Regions from separate parts of the Macaca mulatta genome. Here region 2 is linked to region 1. A link is a contact called in public Hi-C data. All regions are on one chromosome and are shown on one strand. The core of a region is the stretch at or near the end of the contact, and the rest is flanking DNA. Distances in the headings are between cores, read along the strand shown. Region 1 holds the start of RNF125 (ring finger protein 125). Region 2 holds the start of TRAPPC8 (trafficking protein particle complex subunit 8).

Evidence for each region. Hi-C and Micro-C count contacts between places; a contact is called where the count stands out from the background.
Region 2: a Hi-C map of fetal cortex germinal zone shows a contact between it and region 1, with 3 times the contacts expected there. The contact joins the promoter of TRAPPC8 here to the promoter of RNF125 in region 1. A contact is called at or near these places in 2 of 14 Hi-C or Micro-C datasets (CD4 T cells and fetal cortex germinal zone).

Annotation. Positions count from the first base shown.
Region 1 is chr18:60,483,435-60,490,229 of T2T-MMU8v2.0, reverse strand. It overlaps RNF125 (ring finger protein 125), which reads left to right and starts at 3,260. Exons shown (of 5, transcript XM_015121783.3): 1 at 3,260-3,462. The coding sequence starts at 3,299.
Region 2 is chr18:60,565,730-60,572,524 of T2T-MMU8v2.0, reverse strand. It overlaps TRAPPC8 (trafficking protein particle complex subunit 8), which reads right to left and starts at 2,782. Exons shown (of 29, transcript XM_015121782.3): 1 at 2,259-2,782. The coding sequence starts at 2,415.

The DNA of each region.
Region 1 (6,795 bases), core at 2,011-4,510:
AGGCAGCAGGATCTTGAGGTCAGGAGTTCAAGACTAGCCTGGCCAACATGGTGAAACTCTGTCTCCACTAAAAATACAAAAAAATTAGGTGGGCGTGGTGGCATGTGCCTGCAATCCCAGCTACTCAGGAGGCTGAGGCAGGAGAATCACTTGAACCCAGGAGGCAAAGGTTGCAGTGAGCTGAGATCCTGCCATTGCACTCCTCCAGCCTGGGTGACAGAGACAGACTTCATCTCAGAAAAAAAATAACTATTGAGATACATATTGGAGGCAGGATTGTGATTATGATTGATTCAATGTGAATAAGAGGAGGAAATCAAGGATGACTTCCAGGTGTCTAGACTGAGCTATAAAATGGATCATAGTGCCATTTGCTAACAGAGAGATCAACCACTGGAGAAGGTGAGGTGGTGGCTGCTATAATGAGTTCATTATTGGAGACATTGGGCTGAGGGTGTCTATGTCAAATGGTCAGTCATGTAAGCTATTGGGCTATTGGGCATTTGAATGGCCTGGGGTGGAGATAAAGATGTGAAAGTCTTTGGAACCAAAATAGTGACAGAACCTGTGTGATTTTTGAGAGAGAGAGAAAGAGAGAGGGAGACAGAGAGGAGAAGGGAAAAGGTGCTAAGACAGAATCCTAGGATCTCTAGCCCAGAGCCAGTGGAGGAGACTCTGGCAAAGGAGAGAAACAACAGCCAGAAAGAAAGAAGGAAAGTCAGAGTGCTTCCAGGAGGGGATGGTCAGCACTGACAAAAATAGTCGAGGGGTCAAGCACAAAAATAGTTGAAAAGAATCTATTGGAATGAGTTACATGAACGTCACCAGTGACACTGATAATAAAGCAGTTTTTGGACAGATGGAGGTGCAGAGGTTGGCTCAGAACTCAGAATGGACTGAATAAGAAGTGAATAAATAAGAAATGATGACATAATGTAGAGGATCAGATCAAGAGATTTGGCCTTGAAGGGGATATGGGGCAGGAGTTGAGGCATAAGTGGGATGAAAGGGAGGTTTTTGTTTTCCTTTTGAAGATAGGAATAACTATCTTTTCATCTTATTTCCCCCCACTGCCTGCCCCCCACCACCCAATGCTCCAGCTCCATAGGTCTTTCCTTTCTTTGGTCCTGTCTCATTCACTGTTCCCAGTGCTTACCACACTTTTTCCTAAATCTTTGAACGGCTCACTTCTTTTCATTATTCATGGCTCTGCTCAAATGTCACTTCATCCAAAAATTATTCTGAGTTTATTCTTCTCCTCATTGTCAGTTACTGTCTTATCTTCTTCATGGCTCTGATTATCTGAAATGATTTTATTTGTTTATTGATTGATTATACATATCTTCCTTTTGTTTGTTTGTTGTTTGTTTGTTTTTGAGACAGAGTCTCCCTCTGTCACCCAGGCTGGAGTGTAGTGGCGTGGTCTCGGCTCACTGCAACCTCCACCTCCTGGGTTCAGGCGGTTCTCCTGCCTCAGCCTCCCGAATAGCTGGGACTACAGGCATGTGCCACCATACCTGGCCAATTTTTGTATTTTTAGTACAAAAATTTTTACTAAAGAAATGTTGTATTTTTAGTAGAGACGGGGTTTCACTATGTTAGCCAGGCTGGTCTTGAACTCCTGACTTCATGATCCACCTGCCTCCGCCTCCCAAAGTGCTGGGATTACATCACTTTGGCGTGAGCCACTGCGCCCAGCCTCTTTTGGTTTTTTGAGACAGGGTCTCCGTCTGTTGCCCAGGCTGGAGTACAGTGGCATGATCTCGGCTCACTGCAGCCTCCACCTTTCGGGTTCAAGCAATTCTTGTGCCTCAGCCTTCCAAGTAGCTCACACCCAGCTTTGTATTTTTAGTAGAGACAGGGTTTCACCATGTTGGCCAGGCTGGTCTCGAACTCCTGACCTCAGGTGATCTGTCCTCCTTGGCCTCCCAAAGTGCTGGGATTACAGGCGTGAGCCACTGCCCCGGCTTGGTTTGTTTTTTGAGACAGGGTCTCGCTCCGTCGCACAGGATGGAGTGCAGTAGCGCGATCTTGGCTCCTGTGCTCAAGTGATCCTCCCACCTCAGCCTCCCAAAGTGCTGAAATTACAGGCGTGAGCCACGGTACCCGGCCTATATCTCCTAATTAAAAGTAAAGCCTGGGGTAAACTGGATGAAGTTTACGGCCTGTTAAATACATACATGTATTATATGCGTTATTATATCCCATGTGTTACATTATATATTATTGTATATGTGTATTATATACTATGTACTATTCTTACAACTGTATGCAAATCTATAATTACCTCAAAGTAAAGTTTTGTTTTTGTTTTTTAAAGTAAGTTCTGTGAGAACTGGGATTTTGTTTGCTTGTTGACAGTTGTGTCTCCATCACCAGAACTGAGTCTGGCGTGCAGTGGGCACGAAATAAGTCTTCGAAAAAAGTGTGAATTAATGCCCGGCTAATTTTTGCATTGTTAGCAGAGACGGGGTTTCATCATGTTGGCCAGGCTGGTCTCGAACTCCTGACCTCAAGCGATCCACCTGCCTCGGCCTACCCAAAGTGTTGGAATTACAGGCGTGAGCCACCGCGCCCGGCTGATCACATTTAAAGGGCGGGATGGGGAGAGTACAAACAACAGAGGAAATCCTGAGCCGCAGAGGAAACTGGAGACGGCAGGGTTTAGCACTAGAATATCTGTAAGAGAGGTAGGATCGGAATCTGAATCTCCAGAACTCTTTCCACTACCCAGGCTCTCTCTCCATTAATGGACTATTGATTGGACGACAGAGTAATGATAGCACCGTCTTAGGAGACGTCCAATCATAGGTCATAGTTCAATCTTTGCAGCTTATTGTGATTACAACAGTGGAGGATGGTCCTTACAAGCGGCTGTTCTCTGATTACCATTAAGCATGGCCACGCCCGCACTTAACTTCTGACAGTGGGGAAAGAGGCTGTGTGTGACAGCTTGGAAGGTTTACTACTGCCTCAAGTCCTCTTCTCTGCAGTTGAGGTTTCAGGTTTCAATCCTCCCAATACCACAAGACAAAGCACCTGGCGGCTGCCGCCTCCGCCTCCGCGCCTTAACCTAGGCGGTTTGCCGAAGATTTCAGCCCCGCGGCCGCGCACTCGCCCTGCCCTAGACCAGGGTTGGGCGCATCGGCGGAGGTTGCTTCTTGGCTGCGCGAGCTGCGCGCGCTGGGAGGCGGCGATCGCAGCTGGGCCGGGACTTCCTTCCTCCACCGCACGACAACAAAACAACCCTGCAGCAGGCACTGAGTGCTTGGCAGCTGTCTGGGCGAGAGGCACAGCGATGGGCTCCGTGCTGAGCAGCGACAGCGGCAAATCGGCTCCCCCCTCTGCCACCCCGCGGGCCCTGGAGCGCAGGGGGGACCCGCAGTTGCCCGTCACGTCCTTCGATTGCGCCGTGTGCCTTGAGGTGTTACACCAGCCTGTCCGGACCCGCTGTGGCCACGTGTAAGTGCCAGGGGAGCTCGGTTTGGGCCCACCCCTAAGGAGGGCGATGTCGGGAAGCTGAGGGCATGGTGTGGGGAAGGAGGGGGACGGAAGACAGCGCCTTAGGAAACTGCTGCAGAGAGAAACCTGGACCCGTCGGGTGCGGGGCCACGGGGAAAACGCCGGTCGGAAGGTGACACAGGATTTCGGGAGGAGAAAAAAGAAACAATCGGGCCCTGCAGCCCCCTTGCGCTGCCTCCTCCCGAAGTCCAGGTGCGGAGCTCCAGAGAAGGGGATCCAGGCACGGGTCCCGCCCAGAGCCAGGGCTCGCCAACAGGGGAGGGTGCTCTTGGCTGGAGAACGAGCGCTCGCCCGGGCACGAAAAAGAAACGAGCTCCAACTGCAAGGCAGGGGCTCCCTCAAAGCGCAGGTACCCCGCTGAACACGGTGGAACAGGCTGCGCTTCCCTCTGCCCCAGAAACCCGGGTCCGTTTTGTTTTGCTGGAGCTGTGCACGTGTTCCCAGAATGCCCACAGAGGCTCGTCTTAAGCAAACAAGGGTCTGTGCAAAGTGTTTTTCCACCCCCACCCCTGCTACCCTTTCCCAACACAGACACCCATCCCCTCAAAGAGCAAGTCAAACTGGAGCTTCCGAGTGACTTTCCACAAGTCGTTAGAGTTTAACAACCTGCTAGGGTGGGGCTTGGACGTTAGCCGCAAGCCCCTGAATGTACTCCTCCAAAACCCAGCCACAACGTGACAGGAGGTGGCAGACTACCTGCTTTACACGCCGTCTCTCCAAACCGGCAGAAATTACAGAGTAAAATAACTTTCTCAAAACGGCATAGTACTTAGCTAAAACTCACAGTTGGTGCAAAGCCGTGGTCGTTTCTAAGAAGAGTTTAAAAACAAAGTTCCTATATAAAATTGGCACATGCTTAATGTGTGCTTGAGTAACTGGTGGAGTTGGATCTGTGAATTCGTGCTCTCTGTTTACTTTGTGTGTGTGTGTGTGTGTGTGTGTGTGTGTGTGTGTGTGTGTGTGTGTATGAGAGAGAGAGATAGAGAGATAGTCTGACTCTGTCGCCCAGGCTGGAGTGCGGTGGCGGTGGCAGGATCTCGGCTTACTGCAACCTCCACCCACTGCAACCTCTGTCTCCCCGCCTCAAGTGATCCTCCTGCCTCAGCCTCCCGAGTTGCTGGGATTACAGGCGCCCACGACCACACCCTACTAGTTTTTGAATTTTGAGTAGAGATGGGGTTTCACCATGTTGGCCAGGCTGGTCTTGAACTCCTGACCTCAATTGATCCACCCACCTCGGCCTTCCAAAGTGTTGGGATTAAAGGTGTGAGACACTGCACCCAGCCTTCTCTCTTTGGTTTGAATTTTGTTCGTGGATGTGTGTGTGTGTGTGTGTCTGCACGGATCAGAAGCGGAAGCCTACTTAATGTCCTTTGAAGGGTGACTATAGTATGATGAAGCCCTGTGTGATACCACAGTGGCATGTACTTGTATTTGGCTTAGCAGGAAGAAAGAAATGCATTTGGCTTAGCAGGAAGAAAGAAATAGCATTATTGCTTCTGAGGATCACTTTTGAAAGGATTTAGGTAGTCCTTAAAAACATGTTGTGCACTTGCATTCAGAAGTTTTGAGGCCGGGCATGGTGGCTCACACCTGGAATCCTTAGGTGATACTTAATACCTATAGCCTTGTATCTGAAAAGCAGTTTTCACCACTGCCCACCTGTGAGCCAGGGAAAAAAGTGTGCAGCCTGCACAATGTATAAATAAAGAGTGCTTTGGGCATTATTTCGTAGCTGTATTTTCGAGGCCTGTTGTTTCAGCTTTGTTCTTAAAACTCGAGGCTTAAATTTACCCTCCTTTCTGATTACTAATATTGTTGCTCAGCTGTCCAGATGTAGCTCATTAACGTAATATCCACAGGCCAATCTGGAAGCCAAGATGGGCTGTGTGAGTCATAAAATATATTGATTATTTTAGGGCAATAACAGCCTAAAGATACCTCCATTTAAATTGAATCATTATTAGCATTAAAACTTTGAAGTTGTGCAAAACATAAACAGTGGGCATTTTGAAGATTCTTTTTGGAATAGACCGCTTTGCTGCTAATTCAATTATCTGACTGGAGATTGTTTTCCTGTTTTGGACTTTGAATAGTATAACTTACCATTTACAATATTTTTCCTTCTACTAAAGGATAATGTAAGTTTGCAAAATGTTAAATTTTTTGTTTAATCTTTTTCTTTGTTAAAGTGAATAGGAAACTAGCAACTGGAAAAATAACCATAAAATAGCATTACAAGGGCTGAACAAATTGCCTTTCCTCTCTTTACTGTTCTTTGTTTTGACAAATCTATGTCCATTGTTCTAGCTGTGGGCAGAATTTCCATATTCCTCCTTTTGGCAAACTTACTTGGGCCCCTTCCACTTTATAAATGTTAACCAGAGTCTTTTCTGCTGTAGAGATTATGAGCGTTGTTAATGCCATTTGTACATTCTAAATGAATTACTCTTTTCCATTGAAATTAAGTTGGAAAATGAATAAATGCAAATGAACCTTCTGTATTTTATTATCCCATATTGAAGCTACAGTTTCAGACATATTGAACTAGGTGGTTTATGCTGATTTTCAAGTCAAACAAGTTTAATAGTAACAGCAGTACCTTGACTGAATATGTACAGAGCACTTTATAAGTTGTATTGTGATGCAGTAGTAACTGGCCCTTATAGAAAGCTGGATTTGAAATTCCCCTCTGCCACTAGCAAGCTGTGTGACCACTGTAGGGAAATTTGAATTTGATTTTTTTCCCCTAAAGGTTTGATCACTTGAGTCTATGAAACAAACTGCTAATAGATTAACAGGGGAGGAAAGGCCTACAAATGTATTAATGTGCATATGGGCACGGGAGTCATCAAACTATGAAAACTGAAAGGGCCAGATGCTTGATGCTTTTATACCATCTTGAGGTTACACCAGAATAGGGGCTTGGAACATGGTTATGGGAGGGCAACAGAAAGAAGATAATGGGGCAAAGATGGTCTAGTTATGCAGATGAAACTTCATAGATAGCAGCTCCTAGAAAGAATAGGCATGAGCCTGTGTTAAGTTGCTCTGTCAGACCTTCCTAGGTGTCAGACCTTCAGTTAATAATTTCCTAGGTACGGATAAGGGGGTGGCTCCAAGAAAGCCTGGTTGTTTATTTCACCAGTGTAGATTTTCTCTACAGATACAAGTCTCCCCCACAAAAGGCAGCTTTTTAGGGTTATTCCTGTATGCGGGAATATATCAAAGAAGTACATTTTGGGGTGAAATACTTTCAGTTTCCTTGAGTCC
Region 2 (6,795 bases), core at 1,533-4,032, 83 kb before region 1:
TTTTTTGTATTTTTAGTAGAGACGGGGTTTCACTGTGTTAGCCAGGATGGTCTCGATCTCCTGACCTCGTGATCCGCCCGTCTCGGCCTCCCAAAGTGCTGGGATTACAGGCTTGAGCCACCGCGCCCGGCCCTAAAATTTTTTTGTTTTTGTTTTTGAGATGGGGTCTCACTCTGTGCTAGGCTAGAGTGCAGTGGCGCCATCTCGGCTCACTGCAACCTCCCAGTCCCAGGTTCAAGTGATTCTCCTGCCTCAGCCTCTCTGAGTAGCTGGTACTACAGGCGCCCACCACCATGCCCAGCTAATTTTTCTGTTTTTAGTAGAGACGGGGTTTCACCATGTTAACCAGGATGGTCTCCATCTCTTGACCTCATGATGCACCTGCCTCGACCTCCCAGAGTGCTGGGATTACAGGCGTGAGCCACTGCGCCCGGCCAAAAATTTTTAATTATACTTGTGACTCACATTATATTTCAATTAGACATCACTGCTCTATGGTGTAAATACGTAATTCTAAACATTGTCAGGAGATAAGATGATTAAGAACACAATGTCTTGAGTCACACTGCCTGCCTGTTTCAAATCTTTCCCTGATGCAAAACTGTGAACAAATTAACACTTCCATGCTTGAAGGTCCAAATTTAAAATTGCAATAACACAGGATTCAATGAGGACTAAAAAAGTTACACGAAGCAAGTATCAAGTATTAGCATTATTATTACTTATTAACAAAGTAGGAAAGAGTATATATATAAAAGTCAAACTAGCTCAAGTGTTTGTGTTTTTTTTAGGAATTCAAGGCCAGGCGCGGTGCCTCATGCCTGTAATCCCAGCACTTTGGGAGGCTGAGGCGGGCAGATCACCTGAGATCTGGAGTTTGAGACCAACCTGACCAACATGGAGAAACCCCGTTCTCCACTAAAAATACAAAAATTATCCGGGCGTGGTGGCACATTCCTGTAATCTCAGCTACTCAGAAAGCTGAGGCAGGAGAATCGCTTGAACCTGGGAGGCGGAGGTGGTGGTGAGCCGAGATCACGCCATTGCACTCCAGCCTGGGCAACAAGAGCGAAACTCCGTCTCAAATAAATAAATAAATAAATAAGCAAATAATTAAAAAAAAAATTAAAAACGTAGGGCATGTTGTTGTTCTTGTTACGTCCAACATTGAAGGAACTGAGACTGATACAGGCTAAAGAAAATCCAAAAGTTTCCAAACTTTGTTTTTTTGAACGGCTCCCTCTCTCTGCTAAAAACAAAAGCTAATTTGTAATGGAATTATTCTCCCACAAAACAGGGTAGCTCAAAAATACATGAATTTATGGTACAGCACTAATTTTTTTTGTGGATAAGTCATATTAAGCTAATAAACATCACAGTCGTTTGCCTGACACAGACTTATAATGAAACCCTTCAGTTCTCACCGACCTTAATAAAAAAAACTTTACTTGGACTTTGTTGTTTGCAAGATACTGGCTAAAACATGTTTGAAGCTTTACTACATTATTTTCTCCTAATAAAAAAATCCAAATCTGGAGAAAACGGGTAGCTCCTTAACAATACGTTCCTTAACAAGAGAAGACACTTCCATCCCTATAAGTATAGATAACTCCAAATATCTAGGTCAAATGAACCACAACTTGGGCTTGCTTCCTTTTCCTTCGGGCAAAAAGCTGTTTCAAGTTTTATTCGTCATATAATACTTTTAATTTTCTTGAGAGGTAAGCAAAATACCGTAGAGCTAAGAATATCTTAGTAAAATAGCTAAACGGTAGTTCAGAGATGACCCTCAACGCTACAAGAACGTAACAACATCCAGAACTACTTTGAAAGTCCAGTTTAACATCCAAGGGAGGATGACAGGTCTTCCTTACTCAGACCCTGTCGGTCTAAGAGGCAACATTTTCCTACTTTAGCGGCTTTGCAACTGCCTAATTCCTTCGCTATGGCCGTGGAGAACAGTATCAATGCCGTTCTCCTAGACTCACGTTTATCTTTGAACCAATTACTTAACGACCTAGGTTGTCCGAGGAAGAAAGAAAGTGCCCAGAAATACTGGAGCTTAGGACTGCGTTGTCTTGACAACCTCATGGTCCCTCCTCCGGCCGCCCCCGAAGCACCTCGGGGCCACAGTCCCAGACGCCACGGTACCGGCTCCGGTACGTAAACACTGCCCTTCTCTCCCCTGCACGCCCGCAACTTCCTTCTCCCATCACGGCTTTGCGAGAGCCCACTGGAAAAGGGAGGATACCACATACCCTCGGAAGTGAGGCGGGAGAAGGGCTTAAGCAGCTCCGCGAAGCTGAGGTGATTGAGACGAGTGAGCCGCTCGGCTTCGTCGCTGCACAGCGCAGCGACACAGGGGACGAAGGAGTCCGGGATTAGCTCCTGCACTGATTGTACACACTGGGCCATCGCCGCGGCAGAGGCAGCGGCGGCGCCGGCCCTCCGGCCCACCCTGAGAGGTGATCCTGCGGCTGCAGCAGCTACCGCCGCCGCCCGCCGGCCTGGCCCGGCCGGGCGGGGCCCCGAACGCACTGGAGCCTAGAGACAAGTAGAAGGAACAGGCGCCGCCGCTTCGGTTTCTGGGGCACAATCCACTGAACCCCCCCTTCCCGTCACCGCCGATCCTCAGCGCTCGTCTCCGCGTGCTCGCATTCCACCCCGATAGGTGGAGACGCCGAGAGTCACCACTTAGTCCTTCGGACGGCAAAACCTTGGTCACTGCCCGGCCGGAACCGCCATGTTGAGGCCGAACGCTGACCAACCGGCAGTACTACTCCCAGCTGCCCCCGCGCGCATCCCTCACGTGACTGTTAAAGGAGACAGTAGGGGCAAGGGAAGAGAGCTGAGAAGAGGGAAGTGGAGAGCGACGGAGGCCGGTTGGGAGGCTGGAGCCGGAAGTGCTGTGACGGAAGCTCCCCCACCCACTGGGCGAGGCGGGGCTACAAGTGCGGTGGGCGGGGCCGGGGGCAGAGGGAGGTGGGCAACTCTAGGCCAGGTTCTCTAGCTCGCCCTTGGCAGAGCGGAGCTGAGAGCGACCTGCTAGCGGCCCGCGGAACCTCGGGACGGGTGCTGTCGCAGTGATGGAGGCGCACGCTCGTTTTCCACGCAGGCCCGGCCTTTTTGACGTCCCTAAGGCTCTCTCGCTGGCTGTTGTGGGCAACCGATGCGGTTGGTCGCGCTGCTTCCTACGCTCGCCGGCGGAGCAGTGAGTTGCACCTGCTCGGGGAGAGGGTGTGGATCTCTCGGAAGTGCTTGGGGTTTCCCTGAAGCGGACCTGAACAGACCGTGTATCCTTTAAATACAGCCATGCTTTTAGAAACGGACTGTCACTTTATGTGGACTTAACCATTGAACAGAATGTGTGCTGTTGTGAGTGCTGCAATTCACTAGCGTGTAATTGCGCTACTGCATTTTTGTTGGTCGCAGGGAAAGGGTGTGCCTGCAGATCTGCGTGGTTCGTCCTCAGCCTCTTCCTTTTTGCACTCTGCTAGGATCTTTACTTACTGGTGGTGGAGGTAGGGGGAGCCAGTATTTTTATGTACTGTGTACTGTCCTGAACCAGCTTTCATTCCTAACTTTTCAAACATTGTTTTAAAGGGGGCAGGGGGCGGAAAGGTCAATGGTGTGTGCCTTGTAAGTAAAAGTGAATGAAAAGAATTTTACTAATGTGTCACTCAATTGTTTTGAGTTCCTTCTGTATTACATGCCAAAAAAATAAGGCAGGGAAAAATGTATCATTCTGTCATGATTTTATGGTGCTTTAATTAAAGGAGTCTTCCCCAACGTCAATGTCTCAAAATTTTTCGACTTCTTGACACCCTCAGGTTTTTAACTATGGTAATAATTTATGACAAGTAAGATGTAGGCTTCTCATGTAAGTTGATAAATGGGAGGTAGGAAGGCACAGCAGGACATATTGATGGCATGCATTGGCTACAGATTAATTTATAAGAGTGTCCATCACTTTAGGAGATTTATTTGCCAAAGTTAAGGACGATCCCGGGAAACAGGTCTATGCCTTTCTTCGAAGATGATTTTGAGGGCTCCAATTTTTTTTTTTTTTTTTTTGAGACGGAGTCTCGCTCTGTCGCCCAGGCTGGAGTGCAGTGGCCGGATCTCAGCTCACTGCAAGCTCCGCATCCCAGGTTTACGCCATTCTCCTGCCTCAGCCTCCCGAGTAGCTGGGACTACAGGCGCTCGCCACCTCGTCCGGCTAGTTTTTTGGTTTTTTTAGTAGAGACGGGGTTTCACCGTGTTAGCCAGGATGGTCTCGATCTCCTGACCTCGTGATCTGCCCGTCTCGGCCTCCCAAAGTGCTGGGATTACAGGCTTGAGCCACCGCGCCCGGCCGAGGGCTCCAAATTTAAAGGGGAATGGGCGGGATATTGAGAAGCACACAGTTTTCGTGTAAGCGGGGGGGGGGGGGGGTTAGGAGAAAATAGTAATTCTTGCCTTTGTCTGACTCAGTGAACCTGCATTTTTTACATAAGATGACATAAAAGGGGCAGAGGAAAAATGTGGGAATCTGCATTTTTCATAACAGACAAAATTGGGTAGGGGAACAATCAGATGTGCATTTGTGTCTGGTGGGCTGGGATGACCACCTGTAAAGATAAGCTATCAATTTGCATTGTCATGAAGTTTTAACAGCACACTAAGGATTTCCTTATGGGCAAAATATGGGGGAGACGTGTAGCTTTTCATCTTGCAGCCATCTTATTTAGGAACCAAAAGGGGGAGGCAGATTTGCGTGACCAGTCCCAGCTTGACTTTTCCCTTTGGCTAAATCAGTTTGGGGTCCCAAAATTTAATTTCCTTTTGCAAGAGATAACATCTGCTAGTTAAGGGTCTGGAAATTCATTTCCTTGAAACTATCTATGTCTGGAAATTATATTAAATCCCTAGGGGTACACACAATCCCTTTTCAATGCTTCTGATACACTTCCTTACCCTTTATAATGTGAGAATCTCGTATAATTTAGTGTGACTCAGGTTGTAAGATTACATTTTTTATAACAGGACTCCTAAATGCAAACATACTATTTATCCTAGTACTCTCTAAAAAGTTTCAAAGGCCATTTGTTTTTATGCTGAAAGTAAAAACAGCTGAATTAGACTGTTTGAAAAGGAATTTCAATGGTAATTTAGCCAAAATAGATTTTTCTGAGATATAATTCACATGCCATAAAATTTACCCCTTCAAATAAGTGTACAATTTAGTGGTTTTTAGTTTATTCCAAAAGTTGTGTGACCATTACTACTATCTAATTCCAGAACATGTTCATCCCAAAAAGAAGCCTGGTACAGGCTTTTATCATTCTGCACCCTGCCACGCCCTCCAACCCCTGGCAATCACTAATCTACTTTCTGTCTATGTAGATTTACCTATTCTGGACATTTCATATAAGTGAAATTGTAGGCCGGGCGCGGTGGCTCAAGCCTGTAATCCCAGCACTTTGGGAGGCCGAGATGGGCGGATCACGAGGTCAGGAGATCGAGACCATCCTGGCTAACACGGTGAAACCCCGTCTCTACTAAGAAATACAAAAAATAGCCGGGCGAGGTGGCAGCGCCTGTAGTCCCAGCTACTCGGGAGGCTGAGGCCGGAGAATGGCGTGAACCCGGGAGGCGGAGCTTGCAGTGAGCTGAGATCCGGCCACTGCACTCCAGCCTGGGCTACAGAGCGAGACTCCGTCTCAAAAAAAAAAAAAATAAAATAAATAAATAAATAAGTGAAATTGTATAATATTTGGCCTCTGTACACATATTACTACACTTAGCAATATGTTACGTGAATCATTACTTCACTCCTTTTTATGGCTGAGCCTAAATGGGTTTTTGTCTTATGCATTGACTTTGCAGGGTTTTTTTGGGTTTTTTGTTTGTTTTTTAATATGTAGAGATGAGGGCTCACTGTATTGCCCAGGCTGGCCTCAAAATCTGGGCTCTAGTGATCCTTCTGCCTTAGCCTCCCAAAATGGTGGGATTGCTGGTATGAGCCACGGCACCCAGACTCACTTCACAATCTAATGCCACACCCATACACAGTGTTTCCAGTGAGTAACTTCACTGTGTAAATCTACTTCTTTCATAATCTATCCTGGTCTCTTCTTTCTTTTGGCAAGGTACTGTTTGAACTGTGGAAACACCTTAAAGTCTCGATGATACTGAGGACTAAACTCTGACTTTTTTCCCCCTCTTCCCCGAATTCCTATCTAAGTGGCCTGTGGAGTCACACTCTACAAACCATAAAATGTTATCAAATTGGCCGGGCGCGGTGGCTCACGCCTGTAATCCCAGTACTTCGGGAGGCTGAGGCAGGTGGATTGCGAGGTCAGGACTTCGAGACCAGTCTGACCAACATAGTGAAACCCGTCTCTACTAAAAATACACAAAAAATTAGCCAGGCGTGGTGATGTGCACCTGTAATCCCAGCTACTCAGGAGGCTGAGACAGAAGAATCACGTGAACACAGGAGGCGGAGTTTGCAGTGAGCCAAGATAGTGCCACTGCACTCCAGCCTGGGTGACAGAACAAGACTGTCTCAAAAAAAAAAAAAAGTTATCAGATGGGTTTTATGTAAACTTACATAAAATGGTTTACTTTCCAACTGGACTCTGGCATAACATCACATGACAAAGGAAATCAAAGTATTTTACCTCAAAATATATTTCTTTGCTGTATTTTGAAATGTCCCTGCAAAGCCATTTTGTGGGGAGAGAGGTAATTCCATCTGTTAAGCATCTCTGTTGGCTGGGTGCAGTGTCTGACACCTGCAATCCCAGCACT